2 separate regions of the Hordeum vulgare genome follow, and region 1 is linked to region 2. Evidence: chromatin contacts called from public Hi-C data. All regions are on one chromosome and are shown on one strand. Each heading gives the region's core, a stretch centred on a gene start, on an enhancer-like site or on the middle of the called end of the contact. The rest is flanking DNA. Distances are from core to core; before and after follow the strand shown. Region 1 holds the start of LOC123429868 (equilibrative nucleotide transporter 3-like). Region 2 holds the start of LOC123425720 (histone-lysine N-methyltransferase SETD1B-like).

The links. Hi-C and Micro-C count contacts between places; a contact is called where the count stands out from the background.
Region 1: a Hi-C map of seedling shows a contact between it and region 2, with 2.7 times the contacts expected there. The contact joins the promoter of LOC123429868 here to the promoter of LOC123425720 in region 2. A contact is called at or near these places in 4 of 6 Hi-C or Micro-C datasets (leaf and seedling).

What each region holds. Positions count from the first base shown.
Region 1 is chr2H:174,151,510-174,155,885 of MorexV3_pseudomolecules_assembly, forward strand. It overlaps LOC123429868 (equilibrative nucleotide transporter 3-like), which reads right to left and starts at 2,818. Exons shown (of 9, transcript XM_045113844.1): 1 at 2,704-2,818; 2 at 2,477-2,581; 3 at 2,212-2,367; 4 at 1,992-2,135; 5 at 1,772-1,877; 6 at 1,517-1,692; 7 at 1,262-1,422; 8 at 911-1,169; 9 at 568-799. The coding sequence starts at 2,751. The coding sequence ends at 692.
Region 2 is chr2H:173,926,436-173,930,704 of MorexV3_pseudomolecules_assembly, forward strand. It overlaps LOC123425720 (histone-lysine N-methyltransferase SETD1B-like), which reads left to right and starts at 2,895. Exons shown (of 6, transcript XM_045109429.1): 1 at 2,895-4,159; 2 at 4,262-4,269. The coding sequence starts at 3,017.

The DNA.
Region 1 (4,376 bases), core at 1,568-4,067, 220 kb after region 2:
CCCAATTAAAATAAAATTTACCATCAAATTAGATCATTGTTCTTTAGGCATGCTCAGGCTCAATGGATATTGTGGAAGGGTCACATGGTTGAAGAGATCAGCTATACTAATTAGAGACTCTCAACTAATTACCATCTTCATTATAAATTAAGAGTAGGACATCTTTGATGGGACCTAATCATTACGGTGGAGATCAACCCGTATAATTCGAGGCTAAAATCTAAATCTCTCTTTGCCTCTCCCTGTCTCTCTCTCTATATATATATCTATCTATTGAAAGAGTTGCATTTGTAATTTTAAAGATATTACGTATTGTGTGCTATTGTTGAACACATTTTTTGGGAGTTGTGTCACGGATTTTAACAATAAAATAAACTATAATTCATGAAGATAATCCTGAAATTTTCTTAGAGTCATTATTTATATGCATGTAAATTAGATTGTAAGATAGTATTATATAACTAGCCCGTGCGATGCACCGGTTAGCGACTAGTGATACTAAAAGTTTGCATGTCGCACTTGAGAATGGTCCGACAAGATGCACCTGACAAATGCATGCTGGCCGGCCGCTCGCAACAGGTAAAAAGCGCGCGCACTAATAAGATTCTAGGAAAGGAAATAAGGGAAAACGGAAATATGTAGTGCTTCTCGATTTGGAACAAATCTGGATGACATGCAGCCAAATGTTTGATCACCATCCTTTGCCTATGAGCCACAGCCAGTCAAGAACAGCCCCTAAACATATGCCTGCCAAGAGGCAAAACACGAGCAGGTTTCCGAGAGCATTCTTTTCTGGCCCCTGTAAAAAAAAAACGAAAGTGCAAACTCAGTCAGTACTCAGTAGTAGCACCGGCATTACCCCCCATTAAAAACGAAAGGAAACATCAGACCGTCAGGAACGCAGACCAACCTTGTACGGTTTGGGCGCCTCGGTCAGGACGCAGACCGTCAGGTACCCGTTGCTGAGTCCTAGAGCCGACACGAGCACGATCGTCCAGGACTCCCCTCCGTACCTGGCCGCGCAGTAGAACGCCGGGAGGAGCAGGTACCGCGCGAGCACCATGGCCAGTAGTCTCCTCCGAGACGTCACCTTGACGCTCTCCATCAGAGGCACGTATCTCCCGACCAGGTCCGAGCTGTTGTAGGTCGCGATCAGCACCAGCGCGTACCTGCGCGTGTTTTCATTCCATCCTTCGTACGTAGTACTGTAATAAGCAAAAGGGTAATCTCAGGGGCATGCTAGAATGGGATGGCGACTTACCAGGAGCCCAAGCTGTGCGATTCAAGGTCTTCGGCTAGAAATCCTGGGAAGATGGAGAGCGTCAGCAGGTAGATGAGGAACATGTCCAAGGCATAGTCCATGTTGAGCATGAGGAGCTGCTTGTTGCTCAAACGTTCAGGGATGGCTGGGTCGTCTTCAGCCTGAAACGCACATATGGATCTTTCATTTTGCCATCCGCCTGGAGCTAGATTACAGTTTTCAGCTGGCGTGGACGAGGGTACCATACGTCCGTACCGATAGTTTTGGGTGTCTTTGGAGGCCGGCGGCAGCAAGGTCGGCGGCGACCGTCAGAGATCCCTCGGAAGCCGCCTTTGCACGGTAGAATTTCACTATTGGCAGCTTGGGGAAGACGTGGGCATACAGCACCAAGCACAGCACCTCGAAGACGCATGATGCAGCGAAGAACAACACTGCAATATGTATATAGTAGATATGAGCATGAATAAGTAGAAACTCGGAATGAATTGGAGGTTGCATGATGCGACATACTAGCTCCTCTGCGAAGGCCGTCTCTGGATTTCTCGAAGGCCGCTTTTGTAACGAGCCTCAGGGCAGACGTTATTGCGCCCGATGCAGCCATGCCAGCAGAAAATGACTGGATCCAAGCACATTAGTGTCTCTTATATTCCTCAAAAGAAAAGAAAAAACAAATACCCCGTAGCCAGTGCAAAAATTCCATGCATGTGCTGGCACAAGAAATTAATTTCACCTGTATGAACTCCGGGCACATCAAGGATAGGTCCCCGGTCATGGCACCTTCGACGTGACCTTCCGCGACGCCAAACACTGACACAACCGTACACACGCCGATGAAGGCTGCGATTCCACCTCTACCCGACGTCGCAAGATCCAGCTACGGTGCAGGAGAGAGGAATCGAGCAGTCAATGTTCAATGGTTCAGAACACAGAGTTTCTGAAAATGTGCTTACGATGATGAGAGCGAGCGAGCTGAGGAAGAAAAGTGAGTACCCCACCAAGTTTCGCACCCTGGTGTTTACTTTCGCCTCATGGTAGGCAAACACCGCAGCTATCACGAGCACAAACGGCTGATAGGTGAGAGTGATGACTCTAACCGGATGGTAGCTCTGAATGCACAAATGTCAAAAGTTAGCTCTGTGTGTGTGTGCGCGCGCGTGTGGCCTACTCGATGTGGAAGAAGAAAAGCATTCGTATACTAGTAAAAGTTTGTTATACTGGGAAGAGGTGGACGAAGTAATCTTCCATGGTGAGCATGCTGTTGTACCCAAAGAGGCATCCGTTGCCCAGAAGCCAGCAGATGAAGACGGCCAAACTCTTGCCCTGATCAACGCATGCATATCGTATACAGTATGTTTGCAGAAATAAATAGATGCTTGAGGTGATTCAGTGGAAGGGATCGATCAAGCACGGAATTATCTCGCGACGAAAATGACGATGCAAACCTCCGGAATTGTGTGCACCCCGCGATGACCATCTTCGCCGTATGCCATGCTAGCTTAGTTCACTTTGGTGGCCCTGTGGGACGAGAACAAGCCACACAAATGAGAAAAGAAAGACTTTGGGACGGCTAGCATCGAAAGCGTCCTGAAAGAAAATGCCAATATGAAGGCCCTAGCTAGCATATACGCTTAGGATAATCAGACGACACAGCTACGCCGTCTTCTCTCGTTACGGTAAGCACGCATGTCATCCTTTTCTCTCTTTTCCTTAAAGGAGGATGACCCCCGCCTCTAGCATATGAGCAATGCATCCAATCATTTTATTAATAATATATAAAAAGAAAATTACAAAATAATACATCAGTAAGACTGAACCGTCCAGACAACATTTGTCGCTACTCCTATCCAGTTGATAAAGGGTTGCTGATAGTTTAGGCCTAACACTAAACAGACCTCGCAGCAAAACCTAACATCTAACACCCGAGGCCCAAACCAAGCCACCTGCCGGGTATGGGGCACCCACCGGTCCGGTGCACACTCAGAGGCCGCCGTCGCCACCTGCCACCAATCCATCTTCAGAGTTATACTGATGCATCTACAATTGGTGTTCACCGGTCTGCTGAATGCCGTCGCTGTCGTCGGTGAGAGTGAGGAGAGGGGAGAGGGGACATAGAAAGCGGTGAGGGAAGGTGAGGGTAATAACCGCGGAAGCTTCGGGAAGTAATACCGCTTCTCGAGCGTGTCTCCTTGCATGCAGCCCCCACCGTCCACGTGCATCACGCGGACCTCGCTCCCTAGAAACTATCGATTCAAGCGTTTTCAGGAAGATAGGTCCACAGGTACTTTAAACTTCATGTGATGCAGAGCCAATTTTGTACGCACCCAACCAGACAGCCCAGATTTTTCCCATGCGGGCCTAGTTGTACTTAATGCACGCAACCATACACGCCCTTATATTCTATCAATTAATTTTAATTGCCATGTCAAGCTCCTATGTGTGATACACGTCATGTGGCCCACCCACCACTTTTCCCCTTTCCGAATCTTCTCCCCCATTTCTCATCTTCCTCCTGCTTGCCATCTCTCGCTGGCCTCTCGTCTCCGCATTTCCTCACGCTCTGCCTTCTTCAACACCCATTGGCTACTACACCCGGATCTTGCCGGCGAGGGCACCTCCCTCAGCTCCGGTAACCGCCACAACGGGGGATGTGGACTGGTGTTGCGAGTAGTGGCCGCTACGGAAGGGCGTCCGACGCTTCTGCTTTGCAACACCATCGTTGTTGCATGATCTTCGGCAACCACGAGTGGGCTGCAACAAGTTTTGTGGATTGCAACCAAGCACTATTGGTGTAGATGCTGGCCGCCACTGCTGCTGCTGCAACCTCCAGTTTTCTGTAGCAGGTCCGGTGATGGTGCTATGAACACCGCGGCTGCCACTTCCGTTGCTGCCACCCAACATTTTTGTAGTAGGTCCGGTGATGTTGCTATGCAACACCGCCATCGACACTGTCGTTGCTGCCACCCTTTGTTTTTTGTAGCGGGTCCATCGATGTTGTTACGAAACATTCTCGCTGTTGCCACCCTCCATTTGTCCGGTGATGCTGTTGTGCAACACCGTTGGCGACACTGCCGTTGTTGCAACCCTCCTTTCTGTAGGAGGCCCGGGATGCTGCTTT
Region 2 (4,269 bases), core at 1,645-4,144:
GGAAATAAGGCCTATGGTTCATACTTTCACTAGTGCAATCTCTCAGCAATGCTAACATAACATAATCATATGATCATCCCTTAATGTGCAATAAAGAATCAATCCAAAGTTCATATCTAGCGGAGAACATAAGATAAAATTGTTGCAGCTGGTAGAACCACCTCAAAGTTATCCTTTTCGATCAATCTATTGAGCTATTCCTATAAGTGTCACAAACAACCCTAGAGTTCGTACTAAAATAACATCAATGGTACACATCGATCAACCCTAATGTCACGTAGATACTACAATGTCACCTCAAGTATATGTGGGTTAATTATTCGACATGCATCCAACACAAACAACTTCAAAGAGTACCCCAAGATTTTTATCGGAGAAAGTAGGACAAAATTTGCATCAACCCCTATGCATAGATCCCCCAAGGTCACCGGAATCCACAAGTTGATGTCATACCATATATCAAATGAATCAATAGAATACCCCATTGTCACCGCGAGTATCCACATGCAAGACATACATCAAGTGTTCACGATCCAAAAAATTCAATCCAACATATTGAAATCTCAAAAGGAAAGACTCAATTTATCACATCAAGATAACAAGGGAAGAACACAATATGATCCAACTATATTAACAAAGCCCATGATACATCAAGATCATGACATCTCAAGAACACGAGATAGAGAGAGAGATCAAACACATAGCTACTGGTACATACCCTTAGTCTCGAGGTTGAACAACTCCCTCCTCGTCATGGACACCGTCGGGATAACGAAGATGGCCTCCTATGATGATTTCCTCCTCCGGTAGGGTGCCGGAATAGGGCTCCATATGAGTTTTATTCGGTATAAAGGCTTGTGGCGACGGAGTGGAAGTTTTAGGTTAACTTTAGGAGGTTTCTAGATCTATAGGATTTCTCAGCATTGGATTCACATCAAACCAGAGCCATGAGGGGCCCACAAGCTATCAGGGGGTGCCCTGTTAGGTTGTGGCCAGCAGGTGCCCCCCCTCTGGTGGTTCTTCGCTTCGGTATTTCTCATATTGTCTAGAAAAAACCGATAAAAGTTTCCGGCGATTATGAGAACTTCTATTTCCTACATAAAAACAACACCACGATAATTCTGTTGAAAACAACGCGAGTCCGTTTTAGTTATAATTGGAACATATAAAGTGCATCAAATCCATATAAAAGTATTGTAAACACATGTAAATATGACATCAATACTTCATACATTATTGATACGTTGAAGATGTATCGCACCCAAAGCCTCAAAATCTAGCATGAAATCTCGAACCACCGACTTGCCAAGGAGGTCCTCATGCAGATTAGGAAGCACATTTCCTTTACCCGGTTGATCATCTGCAATCACTTGCCGAACCAAAATGATCAAAGGGAAGAAGACTTTTTTGCATCTCATCAATTTGAAAAGCGCGAAACGAATCCATGTTGGCTTCCCCTTTCGTTAACCACAAAATCCTCAAACGTTTTTTAGCAATAGCACGTTCCTGGAAGTCCAAGAACATAATGTTTAAGGGTAACACACATCTAAACTCCCATGTTAGAGAGAACATGGGTCTCCCGAGCCACCTCTAGCCAAAAAAAATACCACACAATTTGCATTTGAACACTGCCAACCCAATGCTGACCCTAAGCTTGCAACTAACGAGTGGTGTTTCTAAATAGAGCATCCAACCGCTTATATGGATCCATAATGTCAAAATGTAGACTATTGCTAAATACAACGATAGAAAATGACTACAATGAAAAAGTAACTGTTTAAGAAACAAAATAAAAAAAAATCCAAAATTGTAAGTGAGAGCATCTTTAATTTGAACAAACTTATAACAAAAAATATCAATATTTATAATACCAAATCAATATCATTAGATTCTTATGGAACGTAGTTTCATATTACGCATACTTGGTATCGTAGATGATAATATTTTTTAATATAAATTTGATTAAACTTTGTAAAGTTTCACTTGACACAAATCTTATATGCGTAGTATAAAGGACAGGAATGAGTAAATGTTATTGATGAAAGTGGCACCTCGAATAAATATGTTTACCGAGAATAGAAAGGACTTGTCAGAAAAAACAAAAATGAAAAGCGCAAACGTCTACGCAATACTTCCTCCATTCCTAAATATAAGTCTTTCTAGATGTTTCACTAATGGATTACATACGGATGTACATAGACATACTTTAGAGTATAGATTTACTCATTTTGTTTTGTATGTAGACACCTAGTGAAATATCTTAAAAAACTTATATTTAGGTACGGAGGGAGTACATGAAAGAGAAGGGAAAAACTTACATGAAAATTAATTATATAAAATGAAAATAAAAGATAAAAATTCACATGAAATAAATTGGAGATGAAATTTTTTAACGGTTACGTTATTATTTTGTTTTATTTCAAGCACAGAGGGTAACGTTATCAAATTCGTAGTGTGTCGGAATGGTGAGGTAATTTTGCTGTAGCTTCCCTGGACGGCTGGACCGGGCCTTGCATGCAGCAGGGAATGGGCTGAACCCTTGTGAATGAGGGCCCATGTTCCATAACAGAGAGATCTTTAATGGACCGCCAACGCGATCCAGCTCACCCCTAAAAATACCCAACAATAAATACACGCAACACGATCTCACCCGTGCAGTGACCATCGAACGACACAGACGCCTTCCCTGTCTCCATTCCTTTTGACATTAACTAGCTTTCTTTTATTTCTTTTTTTAGAGGAGTAATAATAACCTTCCAATTAAAGCTTTCGTAATCCTCAAAAAAAAAAAAAAACTTTCGTATCCGACGCGGACGCTCCTCCCCCGCCTCGTGAGACGACCCTGTGACGCTCTCCCACGGAGGGCGGGACCCACATTGACACCCCCTTAACCCACCCCCTCTATCGAGGAGAGCCCCCTCGCAGAACCAGTAACCCGCACTGACCCCCGCTCCGATCTCCCCAATCCCCTCCAAATCCCTCGCCGGAACCCTAGCCCCGCGCCGCCGCCGCCGCCATGCCTCCGCGCCGCTCTAAGGGAGGGGCCGGGGGCCAGCCCGACTCCGAAGCCAGCGACGCCGAGCCCGTGGAGACCGCGGTCGACGCCATGTCCGAAGACGAGGCCGACGACGGCAACTCCAACGAGGACTCCGCTGAGAGCGGAGCTGACGATACGGACGGCGAGGCCTCCAAGGAGGAAGCCGCCGATACCAAGGCCGAGGAGATGGATGCGGAGCATGAAGAGGAAGCTGGCGCAACCAAGGCCGAGGAGATGGTCGCCGAACCTGAAGCCAATGGTGCAGATGCGGGGACCAAGGTCGAGGCGGCGGAGGCCAAGGTCGAAGAGGAAGCCGCCCAGAGCGACTCTGAGCGCAAGGCAGGTGCCCGAGAAGCCGATCCAGAAGCGGAGGCAGAGGAAACCGACGGCGAGAATGAAGAGCAAGCCGCTCGGACCGACGGCGGGAGTGGAGAGGAAGCTGCCGGGACTGTTGGCGAGGACGAAGAAGAAGCCGCCGGCACAGACGGCGACAACGCCGCTGAGGTTGGTGGCGAGAACGTAGATGCGGATTCTGAAGCCGAAGGTGAGGGTACTGATGCCGAGCCTGACGCTCTGGAGGAATCCCCTCCCCCCTCTCCTCCAGCCCGTAGCCGCCGCCGCAAGCGAGTGGTCAAACCCGACCCGCCTACTGAGGATGACGAGGAAGAGGAGACCCCTCTGCCTTCACGTCGGCGCCGGCGTCGCAAAGCAGGAGAACGTGGCGATTCTCCTCCGCCACTGCCGGATAACCTCCGGTGCCGCAGAAGTGATGGTAAGAAGTGGCGCTGCTCAGCTCGTGCACTCCCCACTGTCAGCTTTTGCGAGTATCATTATGCCAAGGCTAGCAAGGGCAAGAAACCGCCAGCCGATGGGGAGGTCCTTGCCGTGGCTCTCCAACGGCAAAAGAAGAACAAGAGAAAGGGAAGAAAGCGCTTAAATCTGGCGCCAGAATCACCAAAGGCCACAAGGGATCTCCCTAATGGATTGATGACAATTTCACCGGGGAGCAGTGGGCCGCTAGGCTCCCCTGTGACTACAAAGGTTGGAGTGGATATTCCCGCACCACTCCGGCGGTGCTACCGTTCCAAGAATGCTGAGCCAGTGCCTGTTGGCCCTGTGAAGGTCACCTAGCTAATCATTCAATATTCTTGATTGATAGTTTGATTTGCATTGTGTAATTTTGTGCTGAACCTGTTCTTATTGCTGATTTTTGTATGGATCTAGGTCGTTCC